Linked DNA regions of Mus musculus: all the other regions are linked to region 1. The links are chromatin contacts, called in public Hi-C maps. All regions are on one chromosome and are shown on one strand. The core of a region is the stretch at or near the end of the contact, and the rest is flanking DNA. Distances in the headings are between cores, read along the strand shown. Region 1 has its middle 22 kb from the start of Gm33318. Region 2 overlaps Dgki (diacylglycerol kinase, iota). Region 3 has its middle 76 kb from the start of Trim24.

Evidence for each region. Hi-C and Micro-C count contacts between places; a contact is called where the count stands out from the background.
Region 2: a contact with region 1 is called in a Hi-C map of cerebral cortex, with 2.6 times the contacts expected there. The contact joins two enhancer-like sites. A contact is called at or near these places in 2 of 15 datasets of contacts at CTCF or cohesin (the NIH/3T3 cell line and large pre-B cells), 79 of 484 Hi-C or Micro-C datasets (the AML12 cell line, B cells, the C2C12 cell line and 50 more), 6 of 115 datasets of contacts at active chromatin or transcription factors (T-cell acute lymphoblastic leukemia, bone marrow-derived dendritic cells, bone marrow-derived macrophages and 3 more) and 1 of 9 other capture datasets (embryonic stem cells).
Region 3: a contact with region 1 is called in a Hi-C map of uterus. The contact joins two enhancer-like sites. A contact is called at or near these places in 2 of 484 Hi-C or Micro-C datasets (both in uterus) and 1 of 115 datasets of contacts at active chromatin or transcription factors (embryonic stem cells).

The regions. Positions count from the first base shown.
Region 1 is chr6:37,462,385-37,466,082 of GRCm38.p6, forward strand. No RefSeq gene overlaps it. Among named protein-coding and RNA genes, the nearest start is that of Gm33318, 22 kb to the left of the region's middle. Within about 2 kb of position 1,702, at least 160 of the 459 cell types and tissues checked have an H3K27ac peak or open chromatin away from gene starts, as enhancers often do. A contact at or near this core is called in the CH12 cell line, cerebral cortex, cortical glia and 1 more, where this site is marked.
Region 2 is chr6:37,095,330-37,099,027 of GRCm38.p6, forward strand. Dgki (diacylglycerol kinase, iota) reads right to left here. Exons shown (of 34, transcript NM_001081206.2): 4 at 2,223-2,297; 5 at 919-975. Among named protein-coding and RNA genes, the nearest start is that of Gm52857, 190 kb to the left of the region's middle. Within about 2 kb of position 1,617, at least 39 of the 459 cell types and tissues checked have an H3K27ac peak or open chromatin away from gene starts, as enhancers often do. A contact at or near this core is called in the CH12 cell line, cerebral cortex and cortical glia, where this site is marked.
Region 3 is chr6:37,792,765-37,796,462 of GRCm38.p6, forward strand. No RefSeq gene overlaps it. Among named protein-coding and RNA genes, the nearest start is that of Trim24, 76 kb to the right of the region's middle. Within about 2 kb of position 1,682, at least 25 of the 459 cell types and tissues checked have an H3K27ac peak or open chromatin away from gene starts, as enhancers often do. A contact at or near this core is called in uterus, where this site is marked.

The DNA.
Region 1 (3,698 bases), core at 452-2,951:
TCTATGTCTCACTTTGTACGAGACCTTGATGGGAGGTGACCCTGATGCCCTCACGGTACAGGAGTTCAAGAGCTCTCTGTGCCATAGCACTATATTTGAGGTGTCCTTGGTTGAGTCTCAACACTAAGACATCTGAGAATACATCATCTCACAGGCTGCACCGTCTCGGGGAATTACACCCCCCCACACACACTTTTTTTTTTTTTTTAACCTTGAACTTGCCAAGTTTTCATGATGAGAATGGGAGGACATCCTCTGATACTTCTGAAAAACAGATTGTCCATTTTAAATGAGAGGTCCTATTGTTAACTCGGTGTGTCCACAAACAACTTCAGAAACTGTCTCCATTGCATGGACTATAGGTCCCATCACGGAGATAAGAAGACCATCTGAATTCTTCTTCTCTAGCATTTCCAGCTCACCTAAGGGGGTCAGGGGTGACACAGATCTGTCCTAGCTCTGAGTCACTGTCCAATGGCCTACAGACCAAAACCTGTTAACTGGGCTGCAGAAACTGCAATAGTAGACTCTACTATTATCGTTGAAAATCCCAACCCCATTCTACTAGTAATTGGCAGGTTCAGTAGGTAGAAAATTGTGAAAGACACAGTTGAACTGAATAACACTGTCAACCAACTGGATGCAACTGGTACCTATAGAGTATGACATCCAACAATAAAGATTTATTTCAAGCTCATCCAAAACAATCAGCATTGTAATTCATACCCTGGACCACACAAACACACTTCAAATATCCTAAATAGGGCTGGAGAGATGCCACCATGAGGCTGCTTTTTCTAGCCTAGTTTTCCAGCACCCACACAGTGGCTCACAACCACTTGTAACTCTAGTTCCAGTTCTAGTTCTGACATTCTCTTCTGGCCTTTGTGGGCATCAGGCATGCATGTGGTATACATACGTAGAAACATTCAGGCAGACACTCATATATAAACACTCACAGATAAAAATAAGTAAAAAAAATTGAAACAGGGTCTCATACTTCATGGCTGTGGCTTGTGTGAAACCTGGAATGTAGATAGGCTAACCTCAGACTCAGAGATCTATTCACCTGTGTCCTTAGTGCTAGGATTAAAGGCCTGCACTTCTGCACTTAAATAAAAATTATACAAAGCTCACAAATGGAAATGGGAATAAACTAGAAAACAATAATGGAAAACTGAGAAACTCCATAAAATACTTGAGATTAAAGGGCATAATTCTAAGTAAATGTGAGTCAATGATGTCACAAGAGAGGTAACTATAACTCACCAACATTTGCTTAATACAAACTGGGCATAGTAATACTTGCCCATAGTCCTTCCTAGTACTGAGCAGGTTGAGCCAGGAGAATCAGTTTAAGGCCAAGGATAGCCAAAGCTATATACCAAGACCTTCTCAAGGAACAAATAAAACAAGAACAAAAAGTATCCCAACAACTGAGGGCTGGTTCCCTTCTAGTTCTGGTGGGCAACCAAAACTGCTGTTGGCAAGACCTTATCCCTGAAGACATCAAATGTTCTGGTGACAGGGCATGGAGAAATTAAGCTAGAACTGGGCTGGAAGTCTCCTCCCTGCTGGAGAGCCCTAACTATGCTAGACAAAGCTGAACCCACTGCAAGAGGAAAGCGTCGTCAATGGTCTTACTCAACTGTAGATGGAGCCTGTGTGCAGCAATGATGACCAGCCACTCAAGATGTGTTCAGTGGAACAGTAGTGGCTTCACAGTTAAAGAGGTATACACTTGCTTTCAGATTGGGTTTGTGTTGGGAGCCGCCCCCACATTCGCCGTCACAAGATGGCGCTGACATCCTGTGTTCTAAGTGGTAAACAAATAATCTGCGCATGAGCCAAGGGTATTTTATGACTACTTGTACTCTACCTTTCCCGTGAACGTCAGCTCGGCCATGGGCTGCAGCCAATCAGGGAGTGATGCGTCCTAGGCGAAATATAACTCTCCTAAAAAAGGGGACGGGGTTTCCGCCATTCTCTCTCGCTGGCATCTCTCTGGCTCTGCGCGCCCTGCGCTCGCTCGCTGCCTAAAGATGTAAACAATAGAGCGCGCGCGCCGGAGCTCTGGCTCCTAAAGATGTAATTGAAGGGGCTTTCGTTTTTGGGGCTGGGCGCTGGGCGCTTGCCCTCCTGGCTCCCAAAGATGTAAGCAATAAAGTTTTGCCGCAGAAGATTTTGGTTTGTTGCGTCTTTCCTGGCCGGGCGTGAGAACGCTATTAAGAGGTTTGGGGTCCACTCTGCATCTGGTACTATAAACCTGGTCAAAAGTCCATGGTTGAGAAGGTCGGAGACCATAGTATAGGCGTCCTTTTCCCTCCCTAAATGGATATGATGTGCTCATCAGATGTCTTCTGCACAATTGTATTTATGTGTATAGATTAGTGCTGCTGTCTGCTTTACTCAGAGAAACTGCCTTCTGCAGTAGGTTCCTTGTAGTCTCAGCACTCAGGAGATGGAGGTAGAAGAATCAAGAGTTGAAGGACAGGCCAGGTGGTAGCAGAACAAGCCTGTGATCCCAGCACTTGGGAGGCAGATGCAGGTGGATCTCTGTGAGTTCAAGGCCAGCCTGGTCTACAAAGCATGCTCTAGAATATCCAGAATAGCAAGGGCTGTTACACAGAGACAACTTGTCTCAAAAACAAACAAACAAAAAACACAAAAAAATTCAAGGACAGTCTCAGCTACATAATAAATTCAAGGTTAATCTAAATGACACCCTGTCTCAAGCAACAATGGCAGCAAAAACAATAAAAAAACCAACTAGCCAACCAAACAACCAAACCAAAAAACCAAACCAAACCAAAACAAAACAAAACAAAAAAACCCTATTTTTAAAAATGGGGGATACAGTAAAAGCAACAGTAAGAAAATATAGCATCAAAATATATGCAAAGAAAATATGAAAGATGACAAAAATCAATCTAAGGTTTCACTTTAAGAAACTAAAAACCAGGGCTGGAGAGATGGCTCTGTTGGTAAAGTGCATGCATGCAAGCATGGTGGCTTGAGTCAGAGCCCAGAACACAAAGAAGGATGGCACAGGGTTGTGAATGCCTCTTATCCCAACAGTGGGCAGGCAGAAGCAAGCAGGTCCTGGGATTCCCAGTCTGTTGATGAACTCCAGGCCAGAGAGAAAGACTCTGCCTCCCATGTACATGGGCACATGTGTGCACACACACACACTGAGAAAGAGACAGAGAGACAGAGAGAAACTGAGTGTATCTCAGTGGTAGAGAACTTACACAGTATGTGAAAAGCCCTGAGTTTGGTTTTCAGAACTGCAAGGAAGAAAAGAAAGGAGGGAGGGGACAGACAGAAGGACTGAGGGAAGAATAGAGGGAGGAAAGAACAGAAGAGAAAGATAAATGGGAGGGAAGGAAAATGGAAAGGAAAGGGAAGGGGAAAGGAGGGAAAGCGGGAGGGAAGGGAGGAGGAGGGGAGGGGGAGGGAGGAAGGAAGGCTATTATGACTAGTCTGTGCCTACATATTTGAAAACCTAGATCAATCCCCACATGCAGAAACATGAGTAGGTCTATCTCTGGTAAAGAAATGGAATCGGTAGTGAACACAGTTTTAAAACAGAAAGTACAGGACCAGATGTTCAACAGATGGCGTCTACCAAACAAAGAAGAAACTGTACCAGCTTTCTGCAGCCTCCTAAACAGAGCCAGAAAGGAAACTTCCTAAGT
Region 2 (3,698 bases), core at 367-2,866, 370 kb before region 1:
ACACACCCAAAATCCTTCACTAATTCTTGCCAACTTTACACCTGTAAACTCATCTTAGCAAGCATGTTTCTCTCAGCTCAGACACAATTATTTCTTAACCTCTATGGCAAGAGCTGCTCTAATTGTCTCTATGTCCCCAACAGCATCGACCCTCATGATGTTCCCTCCACACTGCAGGCAGCATAATATATTCTACTTAGATAGCGCAGTGCGAACCTGCAAATCCCTGATGACTTCCAGCCTGCGTCCAAGGAAGTGGAAGCCTGACTTCCACTGTCTAGCTCTAACTCTCCTCCCAAGTAATGCATCTTACTAAGCTCTCACCTAGGCTTATGTGCTGCTGCTGTTTCTGTCTAAATGGTTGTCTCCCTGTATCTCACATCGCACCCTTTGCCCTAGAAGAGTCCTAAAAGATTCAATCAGTGCCCACATCTCTCAGAAAGCCCATTATCTGGCTCTCTCTCTCTCTCTCTCTCTCTCTCTCTCTCTCTCTCTCTCTCTCTCTCCCTCCCTCCCTCCCTCCTTCTCTTCCTCCTCCTCCTCTTCCCCCTCTCCCTCTCTCCCTCCCTCCCCCCCTCCCTCCCTCCCTCCCTCCTTTTCCTCATCCTCCTTTTGTGGACTAGAGAGTACAACTCAGACCCTAGTTCTAAACTGTCTAGAATAATGGGGAACTCCCCCAACCCCACTTTTCCATTTCATGCGTTAAGACTCTGGCTCCCAAACCCACTCCACTGACAGAATAAAGTACAGTATACCGAAGAATCTTGGAGACTCTTTGTCCTTATTGACACATTAAGAAGAAACTGCTGTATAATGAGGGGAGACAGACCTCATTTGTCAATCCTAGGTGAATCCCTGGGAGATTCGGTGAACCTAGGAGAGTTCAAGGTGCTCTCTGAAACAACTCACAAAACTCACTTCTCTTGGCGATCTGGAGCCTCCTTCCCGAAATGTTGGTTTACATCTGAAATTAATCTGCCATTTGAAGAGAAAAGTATGTTAATGTTAGTGACGAGCAACAGGTTGAAGAGAGCTACCTGAGACCAGAAAGCAACCAATAGTGGTAGACATGAAGGCTATAAACCAAGCCCAGGAAGAATAAGGAATCCGTTCTAGCCTGCTCCTACTCTCCCGAAGCATCTCACTAGACGATCCACAGAGGTACAGTGCCATTTCACACCTCCAGTCGGCAGTCCTGCATTCTCATCCATGCAGTCTAACTTCAAACAAACAAACAAAAACGTTCTTAGCCCATGAATCTGGAAAAATGGAGACCAAAGTCACAGGTAAAGTACATGGCAGCTGAAGTCATCCGGGTAAGTTGGGTTTTTTTTTTTTTTTTTTTTGCTTTTTTTTTTAAAGTAGAAAATATAAACCTGAGAAGTCCTAACTGCTGTGATAACCATTCAAACACACGCACAGATATTCCCTGTAAAAGGACTCAGCACTGCCTTGCTCTGTGGATGAGAAGTGTCCTCGTGAGCTCTTTTGCTCCTGTATAAAGTGAAGTAGAGTGCAGACGAGAAAAATCTAGTCCAAGTGTTAGGCATGGCTGTGAGATATAGGTTGACAGCAGCTGGAGGTGCTGGCGAAGCTAAGCAAACATTGTACAAAGCTAAAATAGTCCCACCGTGATTGCCAAGGGCAGCGCACGAATATAGATCCCACTCAGTGTCTCGCCTGGACACGGAGGAGGAATTATAAATGAGAGCAGCAAGCAGCTCTCTCGCAGAGCTCTGCCCTTCCCCCCAGATGGTAAATGAATAGACAGTTCAGAATCCACTTCTGGAGACAAGACACCACCCTTGGGATGCCACTCCTGGCTTAGCCACACATTTCATGCTGCACCAGCAAAAACTGCTGCCCGTGAGGTCTGCAGCAGCATCTGGGAGCTGCTTTCGGCTGGCTTGGCTAACTCTCCCTTCGAGCTCCTTTAGGAATATGTGAACTCACCGAGAGAAACATATGGAAGCTACAATCTTAAAAGGCTTATTGTAAGTGTTGCCAAGCTTTCCCAAAGTTCAATGCAACATAATATCAAATTAAACCCAGGAAAACAAGACCATGGCTGACCTTTATATATTGTCTTTTCATTGTTATTCTGGTAAGTCATCCTGAACTCAACAATTTTTGGTTTTGTTTTTTAAAAAGTTAGACATTGACACCAGATCTTGGTAAGTGACCGAAGCCAACACACTCGCCAGCAGGTGGCGCTCGCTTACCTTCTCTAGTTGCTCAATGCAGGCTGTGTGGACCACGATTTTGCAGACGGCACACTTCCTCCTGAGAGCGGATTTCTACAACATTCAATTCAAAATACAGGAGAGAAGTGTTAGCAAGCTGTTCTGGAGACTTCCCTGGAATGAACGCGAGACTCCTTAAATTAAGCAAAATTGTAAGTGCTTCTGTTACTAAGCAAATTGAAAACCCCTAAACATGTCAAGGTAACTACCCACAGGCACACCAGTGGCCTAGACAGGCTTCTTCGCAATATAACAGCAATACCTGTTACAAAGAGGGCTTATAACATAAACCAAGGTCTTTAGTCTGTTACACCAGTTTTAAGTGCTACGCCTGAACAACGCAAGCACTGTCCTTACGTTTTCAAACTTTTTCACACATTCCAACTTCACTCTTGAGGGACAGAGTCAATATTCTTATGTACAAAACAAGCATTCCACCCATACTCTCGGAGGCTGCATCTCCATGACTGGTTGCTTTAAGCTTCTGTTCTAGGCACAAATCTCGTCGGTGCTATTTGGGTTTCTACCCAAATCTTCAGGAGCGAGATTACAAGTCGGGATTCACACCCAGGAAGCAACAATAACAAACCACTAGCAACAAGGACAGCGTGGGCCACTGGTTAGAATACAGGTCTTGCTCTATGCCCTGACAGGCACATCACAGATGGTCATTCACTTAACCTTTACAGCCTTGTGAAGTAGGGATAGCCCTTATCTATCCCTGCTTCACAGGTAAGAAAACCCACACGCAGCCAGTGACCGGTCCAAGATCGCCCCATTAGGGCACAGCACACCCAATGTGTCTGGCTCCTAAGTGCCATCAAATTTAGCCTTGATTTTGGGCACGCGTTTAAATTCACAGAGAAAAGCTTTCTGGGGTCTATGTTATCTCCAATGATTAAACACTCGAACATGGTGCACGTAGAGAGATGACCGTATGGGCTTCTGATGTCACTCCTGCCAGCATCGCCTAGGGATGTGCAGAGGCCTCTACAAGGACAGGCCTGAGCAAGAGCTGCCTGCCGGGATAATTCTGTTGGATGGTAGTAACTACCACAGCAGCAAATGCAGCATGTAGTGTGTGAGGATCTTAAACTTTCTAAAGACTGTAAACAGTTACTTTCTTCAACAGGCTCTTCTTCAAACCAGTGCTTGCCTCCCTTAGGTGATGAATTGGAACCACATAACAAATCATTTAATGGGTTAGCTGTTATTTTTCATGCTAAGACACAGCTGTTTTGAACCTAGCATCATACACATAAATATACATATATGCATACATATATATATTAATAAACTAAATATTACCAAATAAATATTAAATATTATAATAAATATTACACCAAACCTATTTTGAGCACAAAAACTCATAATAACAGAGATTATCAAAGAGCCCACATGGGAAAGGCTGGGAGTGCTTGTGCATTTGGAAGGTGTCAGTGTAGACTGCTGGCA
Region 3 (3,698 bases), core at 432-2,931, 330 kb after region 1:
TCTGTAGAATAACTAGATGATTGACATCCTCCTGATCCTCCTCCTCCACTTCTCTCATCCTTTGGTCATAGTAAGCACGATATACAAACCTTTGACTTAATGGTTGTAAAGAGGCTGAATTTTTTTTTTTTTTTTTTTTTTTTTTTTTGGTTTTTGGTTTTTGATTTTTGATTTTTGGTTTTTGGTTTTTGGTTTTTGGTTTTTGGTTTTTGGCTTTTGGCTTTTGGCTTTTGGTTTTTCAACACAAGGTTTCTCTGTATAGCCTTGGCTGTCCTGGAACTCACTTTGTAGACCAGGCTGGCCTCAAACTCAGAAATCCGCCTGCCTCTGCCTCCCGAGTGCTGGGATTAAAGGCATGCGCCACCATGCCCAACAAGAAGCTGGATTCTTATCAAGCTTTTTTTCTACAAGCTCTCTGAATTTTATTCAAGTGTTGGATATGAAATGCAATCTCTCCTTCAGACAATGCAGACTTCTTGACATGTTATTCATTTTCATTTTATATATATATATATATATATAAAAATTGATTGTCACAGATTACAAGCTCCATCAATCATTGAGACCATGAGAGGGAAATCCAGAATTTAGTGTGTTTTTTAGCTGTCTGCTGCTTGGTTTGTTTGTTTGTTTACTATTTTTATGTGGTTGTTTTGTTTGTTGTTTGATGTTTTTTGAGATAAGGTTTCTCTTCTTAGATCTGGCTTTTCTGGAACTCAATTAGTAGACCAGGCTAGCCTTGAATTCACAGAAATCTGACTGTCTTTGCTCCCCAATTGCTTGGATTTAGGCAGTGTGGCACCACTGCCTGGCATTTCCTTTTACTTTCGAGGCAGGGTCCCTTCATGCAATACTGGCTGACCTTAAACTCACCATGACATCCTGCCTCTGCCTTCAAAATATTAGTATTAGAAATATGCATTAAGCCGGGCATGGTGGCTCACGCCTTTAATCCCAGCACTCAGGAGGCAGAGGCAGGCGGATTTCTGAGTTCGAGGCCAGCCTGGTCTACAAAGTGAGTTCCAGGACAGCCAGGGCTACACAGAGAAACCCTGTCTCAGAAAACCAAAAAAAAAAAAAAAAAAAAAAAAAAAAAAAAAAAAAAAAAAAAAAAAAAAAAAACAAACAAACAGAAATATGCATTAAGCTCTAAGAATCCAAAAATTACTGAAGGAAGACCCCAGACTCAAATAGTATACAAAACAAAGAATGTTTATTTTTCGGAAACAACCAGCATGCGAGGGTCAACCATTAATCAAAATGGTGACTGTCAAGGAGCTCACTCACAGGGCCCTTTTTATGCAGAGCTGAGAGAATTTTTTAGAAGGATTAGGTAATCTCTGATATGATTGGTAGGGATCACAGAGGTAACAGTACAGTTTTGATTGGCTACTATGTTAGTTTTTTTCTATATTTAGAGAGCTGGTTAGGTAATCTAAAACTTCATTGGTGGGTGCTGGAAAAGTTGCATGTGTCGGCTTCTGATTGGCTTGTGCCTGGTGGTCAGAGGTCTGCATTCCTATGTCATGAATGTTTATTCACAGGATGAGGTAGGGCTGCCCAGCATGGATGGCTCAGCCTGAGATAAGATAATTTCCCGTTCTTGTGGTTATGTCCAAACTGTTCTTTGGGAGAGAGGTTTTATGACCTTGTTCCTGGAATTTATGATCTGTTCCAGAGCCAGTGACTTATGGCTTACTTCCTGGGATTTACGGTCTGTTCCTGGAGTTGATGACTGTGACCTAGTTCCTGGGACTGGTGACTTTCGAAATCACTTTTTGAAGTCAGACATGCTCCTAAAGTGGATATATGAGGCCTTACTCCCCAAAATAGCAGCAAAAATAGGGAAATAAAATAAAGAAAGTCTAAAATCACTACTTTCTTAACTAATCAAACCAACAGAAAAATTGACTTGAACCCCATTCTTGCATACCCTTAAACGAACACCTTCTATATTTGGCAGCTACAGATGCCTCCTGGGGGCTGGCAAGATGGCTCAGAAGATAAAGGTACCTGACAACAAGCTTCAGAACCGAGTTCATTCCTAGGAATCATATGGTGGAAGGACAAAACCAACTCTTGAAAGTTGTCCTCAGACCTCCACTCGTACACCATAGCACATACATGCCAACACAGACACACACTAAATAAATATATAAATGAATAAACATAACAATAATAGATTATCTTTAATTCACACTTAAACTAATTATCCAGATAGTTCAGCAGGAACCTTGAAAGTGACTGAAAATCTCTTCAGGTTGCTCTTTACCAGATATTCAATGTTCACCCCATTATCTCTTCCACTTTTGGCCCCAAGCTGAACTTTTAAATGGACATGCTTAAACTGTTCTTCCTAAGAGCCAAGCTGTGGTATAGAAGTGAAAAACCCAACCCAGCAAAGTCTGTGTCTAATCATGTTCTGCATGATTGTTCTCTTTCAATCCTGTGGTTGCCCTAGCAACCACTTCCATTCTTTCATCTTAAAGCCTTTGACATCTCCTCAATTTCAAGTTGATGCTTGAAGTTTTTCCTCAATAGAGTACTAAAGATTATCTATTAACTAACCTCTCAGAGTTCTGAATATGACAGAGCAATCTGGGCATTTAACAAATGCCATATTTTTGTAGTTGATATTGCATGCAAAAATAATACATTTTTCAGGAAGGTTATGTGGTTTCTACTGTTTAGAAAGTTATGAATGTGACTCTATTTTAACTTTCTTGTTGTGGTTTGAATGAGAATGGCCTTCTAAGGTTCATATGTTTGAATAGTTGGTCCCTGGTTGATGGAACTATTTGGAAAGGATTAGAAGGTATGCCGCCTCTCTCTCTCTCTCTCTCTCTCTCTCTCTCTCTCTCTCTTTCCCTCCCTGTGTGTGTGCGTGTGTGCGTGTGTGCGTGTGTGTGTGTGTGTGTGTGTGTGTGTGTGTGTCTGTGTGTTTGTCATGTGAGTCCTGGGAACTGAACCTGTGTCTTCTTCAATAACAGCAAGTACTCTTAACCCTGAAACAACTCTCCAGCCTGCCACTTACATTTTGAAAAAAGAAGTAAAAATAAAAGTATAGAAAGATGTAGAGGAATTTTAATACAGCAACATGGCTACTCTGATCTCATCCAAAGATCTTCTAGGTATGTGTGATCTAGCTGGAAGGCAGACACGCCCTCAGTACACACCTTTAATCCCAAACAATAACAGTCTAATTGAGGGTCATGAATCAAAGGAAGATTTGACAGAATGAGTCAGAAATAAGGTACTCCCAACTCTCTGGATAAAATAAGTGCAACATAGGGAGTTGAGAGTCACTTCAGTGCGTTCAATTGAGTAAAGTTGAGTTTGTCAGTAAGTCGAGAGTCAGTCAGTTGAGAGGTAGTGAGCCTAGTGGAGTTGAGTTCCTTTGTGAGTTGATGCAGAGTCAGTTGAACCCAGAGAATAAGGAGCCAGAAGACTAGAACAAATTACTAGAATTTGAGGACAAAGGGAACAATTCAGTGAGAAGCTGAGAGAAACAAGATTGAATCAGTCAGCTTAGAGAGGAGTTTGAGCCAGAACATCTGAGTTGAAACAGCCAGCCAGAGTTCTGAAAGAACTAGAAAGGATAGAAATTATTCAATACTACTTTACTGGATGCAGTGGGGAACATACACTGATCAGATCATTTCTTATTCCAGGTGAAACACCCTCAGAGCCTTTTTCAG